3 separate regions of the Mus musculus genome follow, and all the other regions are linked to region 2. A link is a contact called in public Hi-C and HiChIP or PLAC-seq data. All regions are on one chromosome and are shown on one strand. The core of a region is the stretch at or near the end of the contact, and the rest is flanking DNA. Distances in the headings are between cores, read along the strand shown.

The links. A called contact is a pair of places that touch in the nucleus more often than the background predicts. HiChIP or PLAC-seq counts read pairs in DNA pulled down with a chosen protein or histone mark.
Region 1: a contact with region 2 is called in a Hi-C map of cortical neurons, with 2.4 times the contacts expected there. The contact joins the promoter of Arfgap1 here to the promoter of Eef1a2 in region 2. A contact is called at or near these places in 1 of 39 promoter capture datasets (liver), 2 of 484 Hi-C or Micro-C datasets (cortical neurons and nephron progenitors), 6 of 115 datasets of contacts at active chromatin or transcription factors (bone marrow-derived macrophages, embryonic stem cells and microglia) and 2 of 9 other capture datasets (adipose tissue and macrophages).
Region 3: a contact with region 2 is called in an H3K4me3 HiChIP or PLAC-seq map of forebrain, with 2.9 times the contacts expected there. The contact joins the promoter of Stmn3 here to the promoter of Eef1a2 in region 2. A contact is called at or near these places in 12 of 39 promoter capture datasets (the 3T3-L1 cell line, the HPC-7 cell line, Sertoli cells and 7 more), 5 of 484 Hi-C or Micro-C datasets (the N1E-115 cell line, bone marrow-derived macrophages, cerebral cortex and 2 more), 18 of 115 datasets of contacts at active chromatin or transcription factors (the 230-238 cell line, the SCID.adh cell line, SST interneurons and 11 more) and 4 of 9 other capture datasets (adipose tissue, liver, macrophages and 1 more).

The regions. Positions count from the first base shown.
Region 1 is chr2:180,965,676-180,969,489 of GRCm38.p6, reverse strand. Arfgap1 (ADP-ribosylation factor GTPase activating protein 1) reads right to left here and starts at 2,265. Exons shown (of 14, transcript NM_145760.3): 1 at 2,161-2,265; 2 at 1,676-1,888.
Region 2 is chr2:181,154,631-181,158,372 of GRCm38.p6, reverse strand. It overlaps Eef1a2 (eukaryotic translation elongation factor 1 alpha 2), which reads left to right and starts at 1,358. Exons shown (of 8, transcript NM_007906.3): 1 at 1,358-1,649; 2 at 2,892-3,110. The coding sequence starts at 2,967.
Region 3 is chr2:181,312,946-181,316,343 of GRCm38.p6, reverse strand. It overlaps Stmn3 (stathmin-like 3), which reads left to right and starts at 1,844. Exons shown (of 5, transcript NM_009133.3): 1 at 1,844-2,150. The coding sequence starts at 2,132.

The DNA of each region.
Region 1 (3,814 bases), core at 1,016-3,515, 190 kb after region 2:
AACTCACTTTGTAGACCAGGCTGGCCTCGCCTCCTGAGTGCTCGGATTAAAGGAAAAGGCATGCAGCACCACACCCAGCTCATTCTACCTTCCTTTTACTGCATTAATCACATGTTAGAATGGCATCCTACGACTGTGAGCACACAAATGCAGATTTTTGCATGTAGGACTCCGTTACTGGCATGACTCACTCAGGCATAAGTTAGAAGCCCAGGCATTCACTCACGCACACAACTGCCCCAGACAGCTCAAGAGCATTTGGGGAGACACAGCTAGAGCTGAGTTCCAAAGCTCTCTGCATTCTTTTCTAGCTGCTACGTGAACGTCACCAAGACCACAGCACGTTTCTGTACTGGATCCCAGTGTCCAAAGCTCTGTGGCTGCCCTCAGAGGCTTACAACCACAAATGGAGGCAAACACAGGCAAGAAGCCAGCATCTCCTAAGGCAACTCTGGATCTCTGAGTAAAACCAAGCAGAAGGACATTCTCAGCTACGGGCCTGAGACAGGGTCTCTACACATAGCTCACTGTGCAGACCAGGCTGGCCCAAAACTCACAGAGATCTGCCTGCCTCTGCCTCCCAAGTGCTGGGATCAAAGGTGGTGCCACCATGCCTGACTTGGTTTGGATTTAAGAAACTCTTCCTGTGTGGTAAACTTTGGATATTGGAGAGAAGTTAGGGTTTGGTCTGGGGTTTTTTGTTTTTTCAAGACAGGGTTTTTCTGTGTAGCCCTGGCTGTCCTGGAACTCACTCTGTAGACCAGGCTAGCCTCGAACTCAGAAATCTGCCTGCCTCTGCCTCCCAAGTGCGGGGAACAAAGGCATGCTCCACCACTTACTTCCCTGCTCAAATTAATCATCTTAAATGTTGCTTAATAACATGAAAATAAGTATCTCTCAGTTTAACCAGCCTAAAGAAGGCCTCAAGAATCCTTTTTTTTTTTTTTTTAAGATTTCTTTCTTGGGTGGGCTCACAAGTGCATGCCTAGAAGCCTAGAAGGTGGGAGCTGAGTATCTCCTTCCTCCAAGTGAGTACCAGGATCAAACTCAGGTAGTCAGGCTTTGTGGCAAGCACCCCTACCTGGTATCCATATCACCCACCCTTAAGAATTCTTAATAGCTGAAATGAAAAAAAAAACAACAAAATACTCTTCCTTCAGGCAGACATACCTAGTAGATAATGAAGCAAATAAGGATTTCAAACTTTAGTGAGCTACATGTCACACTAGAGAACATTTGCTTCTTAAATGGGACGTGATGTACATCTGAGGTCAAAGGGGACATCTAGGGACATAGCTTGGCCCTAAGGCTACACAGTATGGGTGACCAAAAACCGTTCAGAGAACACAAAGAACCCATGTCTAAGTTATGCTTCTTCACTCTGAAGAACAGACGATATCAGATCATCACCTCGTCCAGAACTATAGTTAGGGCTTCAATGCTCTAAACATTGCACAGCTATGGAACAGTGTATATTACTTCTGACTTGTGGGTGCCTTAAGAGTGCAAATACAGTATATTCTATTGCCAGGTACAATTGAGAAAAAGTTTAGAAGCTTGATCCTGTGGGGGTCTGTTGTTGAGATGTTTTGTTTTTCCTCCTTCCGCAGAGGACTCACTTCAGAGACCAAGAAGGGAAAAATCAAACAAACTGAGGTTAGAAAACCTGGCTTACCGGCACCTCTGGACAGAATCTTCTTTCGAAGTGAAGGGCTGAGGCCCTTTCCCGACAAAGTGGGCAGTGCAGAACCAGTCTGCGTCCAAGACTGCTCGGGACCAGAGCGCTGAGGGGCCACGTAGGTCCCTGCAACCGCTAGGCTGAAGGGCGGTAAAGCTCACAGGCCGGGAGGCAGGGGAGGGGGGGTCTGGACGGCCGCACACTGGGATCCTGGAGTTTGGGGTCCGAGGAACAAAAACGTCACGGGTCGAAGGACTGGAGAACCCGGGGCCAGGAAGCTGGGAAATGGGAGGTACGCGGGAGGCACCGGGGAGTAAGTCAGGGCTGAAGACCGGGGGCGTCGGACAGTCACGGTATTGGGGGACCAGGGGCCTAGGGCTGCAGAATCGAGGATTACAGGGCCAGGAACTGGGTGATCTGAGAGCCGGAAGGGCAAGGAACTGAGGGTCCGCGGATGCCCGGTGTCCTGGCCGCAAACTCACCTGCTGCCCCCAGGAGGTCGGGTCCGGCCGAGGTGCCAAGCTGGACTAGGCGCTCAGATCCCCCCACCAGCCGCCAGCAGCTTCCGGCTACGTCGCGCTTTGCAAGGGCTCATGGGAGGCCTCCGAGGCGGTACTTCCGCCTCTGTGCGCGAGCCCGAGGCGAGGCTTCTTTTCCGGTCTGTCTAAACCTTCGGCTGAGCGCCAGGTTTGCAGGGTTGCCTCTGCGTGGGCAGTGCGGCAGGGCAGCGCAGATGGATCCGGGCTGCGCTATCTCCAGCGGGATTCTAGGGCGTCCACGGTCTCGACCAAGCCCGGGAACAAGGGACTTCCCGTGGCTTCTGTCAACTCGAACTCCGACCCGTGGTTTAAAATAGACTTGGGCAAGCAGTTCTGGTCAAATCAATGTATTTAGTAGCCGGCGGGTTTTAGTTTTGTGTTCACTTTGGGCCGCCCTGTGTCACTAATTCCTTCCTCATTGGCCTTTTGACGGTTTTGCTTGGGCTTTTTATTTTTATTTACTTGTTTGTTTATTTATTTTTTAAGAGACTGGGTTTCTCTGTGTAGCCCTGGCTGCCCTGGAGCTAGCTGGCTTCCAACTCTAAGATCCGCCTGCTTCTGCCCCCCCGAGTGGATCAAAAGATGTGAGCCATCGCCGCCCGGCTCGTTTGACTTTCAAATTGGCCAAAAGTCAATGTTTTATTGAGGTCAAATCAAACGTACCTGCATCGAAACTTACCGTGAGGCATTTTATCAAATTCAGATCCATACAGTTGGGACCTCAAGGGACAGTGGATCCCTTTCTCCATCCACTGTTGGAGTTTCTTTCACAGGTTTAGAGCTTTGTGTAAAGAGAGAAACAAAAAACGTAGCCTTAAGTCACTTAACCACAGCCTGATATTGTTATTTGAGATAGACTTTCACATCATAGCCTAATTTAGCCTGGAACTCGATTCAGCCTCCTGAGTTCTGGAATTATAGACACCCCACCTAGCTTCATAACATGGCATTTCTGTTTTTGTGAGAAAGGCTCTTATGTATACCAGGATGTTCCAGAACTCATACCTGCCCTCTGCAGGCTAACGTAGTGGCCAAATGCAGGGGACAGGAAGCTTACTAAGAACATAAGTGGCAAATTCCTTAATTGCAGCACTGGGGAGGCAGACAGGTCTCTGACTTCCAGGCCAGCCTGGTCTACAGAGTGAGTGCCAGGCCAACCTGGGCTATACAAAGAAATCCTACCTTTACAAACAAAAGAACAAAATCTAAGCCAGATATAATGGCTCAACCTTCCACCTCCTATAAACTTAAACACATACACATAACCATGTGAAGCCCAGGGCATAAGAAAATGGTGGCTGGAACCTCCGGTAAGGGTTCTGTGATTCTACTTTTATCATGAGGATGTGTTAATGGCCTCACCACCACTACCACACATCTAGCCATTGTTGGGCTGCTTTGCTTATTTTTTTTTTTTTCTGGCTGAGGGCAGCCATGGTGACTGTGCCTCTCAGTGGTGATGATCATGTCATGCTCAGATGACACTACAACATAAATAACAGAAAAGTAGTCAAGGCCTTGAGCTCAGACCCTCGATGTGGCCCAGCATGGTCCAAACGGTTCCTTGGCTCCCAGGGAAGGTAGCAGGGAGGAAACA
Region 2 (3,742 bases), core at 109-2,608:
AGTCCTCTAGATGGGTAAGCTCCTGGCCTTGGGCCTTGCTGGCTCACTGCTGCCCAGATAGACAGAGGAGGCGACTCCAAAGCTAAGGACTAATAGCTATTCACAAAGATGCTGGGTTTTGGACCTCATTATTGAGCCCACTCTACCTCCTGATTTCGAAACCAGGCCCAGTCATCTCCATGCAAGAAGGAAGGCATTCAGGGAGAGATGAGTTGGACAAGTGGGTGGAGTAAATGCTAATGTCTTGCCAGGCGTTTATTTTTAATTCCTGGCTCCCAGTTGACGGTCTCAGCAGTCTTCAAAAGTGCCAAGTCATCTGAGAGCCCTGCCTAGCCTCTGGCTGCCCTCTGCTAGACAGACCCTCATTAGGCTTCACCTTACTCTCTCTTCATACTTGATAGCTGCCCTAATTGGGCACCCATCTCCAGGGTCCCCTAACAGGCGCTCTCAGTAGGAGGTGCTGGGCCCTGACCTGGGCCTTCTATGTCTAGATCTACTCTACACCAGGGTAGAAGGAATAGGCACAGGCCTGCTGTCAGTCAGCATAAATACTCAAGGAACCTTTGCTTCCTACTTGCAACCACAAAGACTGGTTGGGTTAGGACAGGTGGCAGTATTGGAAAACGGGAATGTCTGGGTCAAATGACAAGATAGGCACCTCTGAAGAAGCCCCTGGTGATACACGGTGGCCACAACCCCCTTAAGGTCTATTTGGGATATCCTAATCTTTCTAGAAATCTCAAGGGCTCCCTGCTTCCTACCAATGGAGCCTGAAGGAGAGTGGGGATCTGAACCCTGTTTGGATGTTCTTGGTGACCTTAGCTAAGACCATCTGAGAACGGGCTTTGTAAATTCCCTACACCTAAGGGAATAGGTAGACAAAAACCTCTTTCCAGGGCTTCATAAGAAGGTTGGGCTGCGGGCTGGACTGGCTGATTGCCTCAAGGGCCTGTCATGTAGGGTCCATGTGAGTAAGCACTTGTGCTAGGGGTGGTGGGGATCGTGGAAAACCTCTGGAAACTGAGCTTCATGTTCACCGGGACTCAACCATGAGCAGGGCCAGCAATGGATGCCCACATCAAGGCTTGCAGGGATCTTGACCTGGGCTTGGGCCTCTTCTCTCCTAGTCTACTTGCTGGTTCCCTATTGTGTTCCACCTTCCTGGGGACATCTTTATGTTGGATGTACCTTTTTTTTCCCCCCTGCTCTCCAGCAACCACTGTCTCTGCTACCCCAGTTCTCTCTACTGTTTCTTTCGCTTCTCTCCATCCCTGCCCCTCCTTTCCTGGCTCTGTTTCCCTGCCCCCACCTCTGCGCGCTGCACCGCCCTTTTGCCTGTTTTTCTCTCCTGGTCTGCGTTCTCGCTCACTGGTTCTCTCCCTCGCTCCGGTGCATCATTGCAGCTGCGTCCTCTCGGATCCTCATTACGCCGGCCCGCGTCCGTGGGTGCGCGGCCCCTGCGTCCACGCATCTTTCGCATCCCATCTGCCAGCCGCTCGGCGCCCGCCTCCCCCCTCCGGTACCGCATTGCCGTACTGCAGGGGCGCAGTGCATTGCGCCGGCACCGTCAATAGGTGGACCCCCTCCTGGAGAGATAAAACCGCCGGCGCCGGCGCCACCAGTCCTTCTGACTGAGTCCTCGGCTCTGGGTAAGGACGCACATCCCGGTCTGAGACCCTTGCTTAGGTTTTCAATCAGGGTTCGCTTCTCTGGGAACCCAGCCCGGGGAAGAGGGGAATATGCGGCACCTAGCTGGGCTGCACCCCTGGGCTGGGGGTGGAGGGAGGCTGTCTCTAGACTGGGCATGGTGGGTCCCCGTGGCAGTCGGGTAGTGAGTCCCTTAGGCAATTGTGACAGTGGAGGGGGGCCTTCTCCTGAAACCTGCCATCATGCTGTCACCTTGACCTTGGGGCTTGTCTGGGCTCTGCTGGGCTTGACAGGCTGGTCGGTGAAAGTGCTGGCGCGGTGGTTTGGGGCCCTGGGGATGTCCGTGATTTGTCAGAGTAGGGCGGGGGAGGTGGTGAAATCTGAGGACCCCTATCGCGTCCTATGTGGCTCCCACCCTCGGATGCACCCCCCACCCCAACAGGCCTGAGCTTCTCGGTTGACCTCTGAGATGCGCGGGTACTGAGACACAGGACCTGGACTGGATAGTAGGGGAGAGGGTCAGGGCATCTCTGAGGGCACTTGCTGAGCTGGGCCAGGTGGGATTTTTATTTCTCTGGCTAGAACAGGACATTCACCTCTCGGCCCTCATGGCTGCCCCTTGCCTGTGGGGAGGGCCTGAGCTATTCTGGGCCTATGCCTGGGTACCATCCAGCTGTCTCCTCTGCCAGCCTGTGGGCAGAGGGAGGAAGATGGCGCCCTTGCCCGTGGAGGGGCTGAGGAGTGCTGGCCTTCTCTTCATGGTGGCAGCAGATGGGGGTAGGGCAGTGTCCCTCCCTGGTGTGTGTGTGTGTGTGTGTGTGTGTGTGTGAAGGGGGGGGTGGCATCGAGGACAGGAAGGACAATGCACCCTAGAGCTGGGCACAGTGACTCATCACAGGGCTCCTGGCTGCTCCAGAGCTTCACTCAGTCTGCTGCTCTGTGATGTCCAGACCTGATTAACCCTTCCCTAAGGAATTTGCCTCCAAATCACCTTCCCAAACACTTACACACTAACGGAGCATTTGGGCTAAGGTATAGGGTAGAGAAACAGGTGGCTTATGAATGAAATGTGGCTGAATGGGGTTAGGACAGGGTTGGGGGGGGGTGTCGTTCTTCCCTATTCTGGCTCAGGAGAAGACTGGGTCAGGGCAAGCTCCCAAACAATACAAGAATGGCGCGGGTACCTCTGCTGGACTCTCTTTGGGCCCCTTAATCACTTGTTTCCCTCGTCCCTGACTCCACAGAGTTCCTGCCCAGCATATACCCTCAACCCCAAACCAGAGCCCCCACAGTGCCAGCCCCTCCCTCACCCAGGCAGAATGGGCAAGGAGAAGACACACATCAACATTGTGGTCATTGGCCACGTGGACTCAGGCAAGTCCACCACGACAGGCCACCTCATCTACAAGTGTGGTGGCATCGACAAGCGGACCATCGAGAAGTTTGAGAAGGAGGCAGCAGAGGTGAGCACTGTGGGCCTGGTGCTGCCATTGCTCAGTTTACCTCCTTCAGTGCAGGGGATATGGGTGCCTGGTGATGGGAGGGGTGAACAGAGCAGTCTCCCTCTGAGAATGTTGCTAGATTTGTCTCATACTGAGGGAGGGGGAACTTGTGCCCTCCCCAGGCCCATCCGAAGGCTCTGGACTCGGCCTCAGTGGGCCAGTGCCAGGAGACCCTCAAGCCTTATCCTCTTGTTCCCCAGGGCTGAAGCTGGGCTGGATGTGGTGCTGTCCTCGCTTGTCTGGCAACAGCCAGGGCTCAAGGATGCTATTAATAGCTGATTGATGGGCAGCAGGCTTGCCAGCTCCACTTTCTCCAGATAAGCTGAGAAGGGTTGCTGGTCCAGGATGGTACCTGGAGTGGGGGGTCTTGGTAGCCTGTTCCTGGTTGAGACCTACAAATGAGCAGTGGTTGTAACAGAATTCTCTTCTCTGCCCCTAACCCTGCTCATTCCGAGAAGAGCTGGCTCCTGGATAAGGGCTAAGGCAGATCTGAGGGCATCAACTGTCTATGCAGAGCTCCTGCTCCTGTGTGTATATGGGGCTTTGAGCCACAATTCTGTGTGTCTAGGCCTGATGCTTTTACCTTTTAGGGG
Region 3 (3,398 bases), core at 595-3,094, 160 kb before region 2:
GAAGAGGACCAGAGTTCAGTTCCCAGCATCTACACTGGACAGAATACAACCACCTTTAACTACAACTTCAAGTGATTTGATGTCCCTTTTGGCCTCCACAGGCACCTGTATACACACACACACACACACACACACACACACACACAGGAAGAGAGAGAGAATAAAACAAATCTTTAGGGAAAGGGGGGCTCCTATTTATTTGGGCCCACTGGATATTCCCTTTCTATGTCTTTTAATCCACACAATGCAATTTAATCCCAACTGTCAGATACATAGGCCCAGGCTCAGGTATACATTACTAGGTGCAAGGTTATATGCAATGCTAATAGGATGGCTCCATGTACACCTGGTCCTTAGGTTTGCCCCTGACTTTTGCCTTTGTAAGCTGCCTCCTCTTCCTAAAGTCTTGGAGGATTTTCAGAATTTTACTTCTAGCCTTATGAGTTAAATGTTTGTGAAACAAGCCATTTTTGTCTAGATTTCAGTGACTCCATCTCAAAAGTGGATGAGATAGCCCATTAGATATTAGGCTGTCTTGTCAGGAAAGGCAAATCATGTGCTCCCTACTTGTCCCAGTAAGCCTTAATGTCACCTTAGCACAGCCTAGAGTCACACAAGAAAGGGATTTCAACTGAGGAATTTCCTGGATCAAAATTTACCTGTGCCCATGTCTTTGGGGGGACTGTCTTGATTGTTCATTGCTGGGCAGTACACTCCTAGGCAGCTTGTTACCTAAACTTTTTTTTTTTTTTTTTTGAGACAGGGTTTCTCTGTGTAGCCCTGGCTGTCTTGGAACTCACTCTGTAGACCAGGCTGGCCTCGAACTCAGAAATCCACCTGCCTCTGCCTCCCAAGTGCTGGGCTTAAAGGTGTGCACCACCACCACCCGGCTTACCTAAACTATTTAGGAAGGCCAGAGAAACATAAGCCTGTTTGTGAGCCAGAGAGCAGCACTTCTCCGTGGTTCCTGCTACATTTCCGTAAAAGTGACTAGGTTTCTTGGTCAGAGGTAATGCTTTATGGCTTAGCAAGCAGACCTGATTTCAAGTTCCTGCCTTGACTTCCCTCAATGATGGGTTGTAACCTGTAAAATGAAATAAATTCTTCCCCTCATGTTGCATTGATGAAGCTTATTTCCCGTCGGGGTCTCACTATGTAGTCTTGGCTGGCCTAGAACTCACAGAGATCCTCTTGCTTCTGTCTCTCAAGTACTGGAATGAAAGATATGTACTACCATTCCCAGCCCTTGACCAAAACATTTTATTACTCCAGGGATGAAAATAGAACACATATGCATGTATACACTCAACCCTAGCAAATCTCTCTTCTGTCTTCTGGAGTCTGACACTATGGCTCCATCTTATACCAAAGAAGCAAAGGCCCAGAGAGGTTAGGAACTCTTTCTCCATCAGATAGAGAATGTGAGAGCTGGTGCTAGAACCTGACTCAAGGTCACATCAAATCCCAGTCATAGGCCTTACCACACCCTTATTTAACCAGAACCTGCTCACTCTCTGGACAGAGTTACCCCAGATATTCTTGTAGGACAGTGTCACCCTTTGCAAACCAGTGAATCCCTTCCTTTCAGTACTTAACAGGGGCTTAGAAGTCATCCACCCTCTAGCAGCCTCTGTCACCCACCCTGACTATGAGACAAGCCCATACTCTGGCCCTTCTCCTTCCGTGCCTATTCTGGGGAATGAGTCTTATCTCCACATTCTCTAAGATACACAAAGCCATATTACAGGAGTGTCATCCATGGCTGCGGCAGATGAAATATAGGCCTCTTACTGCATCGTTTTACTTCTCTCCCTCCATCTCCTCCCACTGTCTTGTCTTTGATAGTTGCTGCCAGCGTTTGTTCGTCCACTGTCTGTCGGATCTGTCTCTCTCTCCCTCTTCTCTCTCCTTCTCCCTCCCTCCCGCCCTTCCTCTCTCCTTTCCTCTCTTTCTTCCTCTCCCCTCCCCTTCCTTCCACCCCCACTCCTCCATCCATCCCTCGCTCCCTCCCCCTCTTGCCGCGCCCGCCCTTCCTCCCTCCCCTCCACAGCATTGCAGCATTCGCAGACTGCAGCTCCCAGACACCGCCCGCATCCCTCCGGCCTCCGAAGCCCCAGCCGCCGCCAGCACCATGGCCAGCACCGTATCTGGTAGGGCTCGGGAGCCTAGGGGATCATGGGACCGCAGTGGGTCTTACCAGAGGCCATTGTCTAAGCAGAGGCCTCGCCTGATGCAGTAGCAAGTTACTGGCTCCGTTTTCCTGTGTCGGACCTTGTGCAAGGCGAGGCTGGGCTGGCCCTGCAAGAAGGGGGGTCCAGAGTTCTTAAGGGGTGGAAGGGGACTCAAGTGCGGAGGAGATGCTACTGGACGCGGGGTAGGAGCCGCGCCCTAGACAGGGTTGAATGAAACCGGGCTCCCCGGGGCATTACCCCTTCAGGCGCTGGGGTGCGGGGCCAAGGTGCAACTGCCGCAGAGCGGCTTTGCGGATTCTATGCCTGCGAACAAGAGTGCCTGCAGTTCGGCTAGCAGGTCCCCTAAGGCTCCAGCTACCTTGGGTTTCAGTGTCATTGAGTCTTCGTAGGGGGCTGAGGGGGAGGTGGAACCCTCCATAGAAGCCTGGACCTTGGTCCCTGAGAAATGGGGGAGGGGCGCAGGGACACAGGAGGGGACCTCTCAACCGCGCGGAGAGAGACTGGAGCCTGCGACAAGCGAGGCTTCCTCGCCTCCATTCCCCACTGTGACCGTTGTACAGGGGGACCACCCTCTGCGATGCTAGGGCCACCGGCTCCAGCCAGAAGAACCTCCGCCCTTTGCGCCACTGGGTATAAGTGGAGAGGCTACTGCATTTCCAAACCTTTCCGGGGTATGGGTGGGGTCTGCTTTCATAGGAAGCCTCCCACACCTCAGACTGCATAGAGGGTCGAACCGAGGCGGAGGAAAGGACACTAGCAGTGTACTAGGTCCCTGCATGGTTGCGGCGGCTCCACTCTTGACCTGAGAGGCTAAAGCTGGACAGCCCCGCCCAGTCCCTAGTCTCAGCAGGGTTTTTTTTTTTTTTTTTTTTTCTTCTGGGTGCCTGAGACTGCAGGACGCATGACACCCACCTCCTGACCTTGGTTTCCTCTAAGAGCCTCATGGTCTTGCTGCCTTACCTTCTCTCAGCCCAGAAGGCTGATCTCGGTCAAATAGGTCAATGCATGGTTCTCCCTGGCTTTGGCCCCAGGTACAAACTCCACCCATCACACGGTCCCTCCCTGAAGCCGCCCCTTAAGGCCAGAGATTTTCAGTACCAGCCAAGGAGGGGCCCACATGTGTAAAAGACACTTTAAGCACCAGCTCCAAAACCGTGGCTCAAACCTTACCTTTGTACTATAGCCAGACCTGGCCCCCTTTCCATC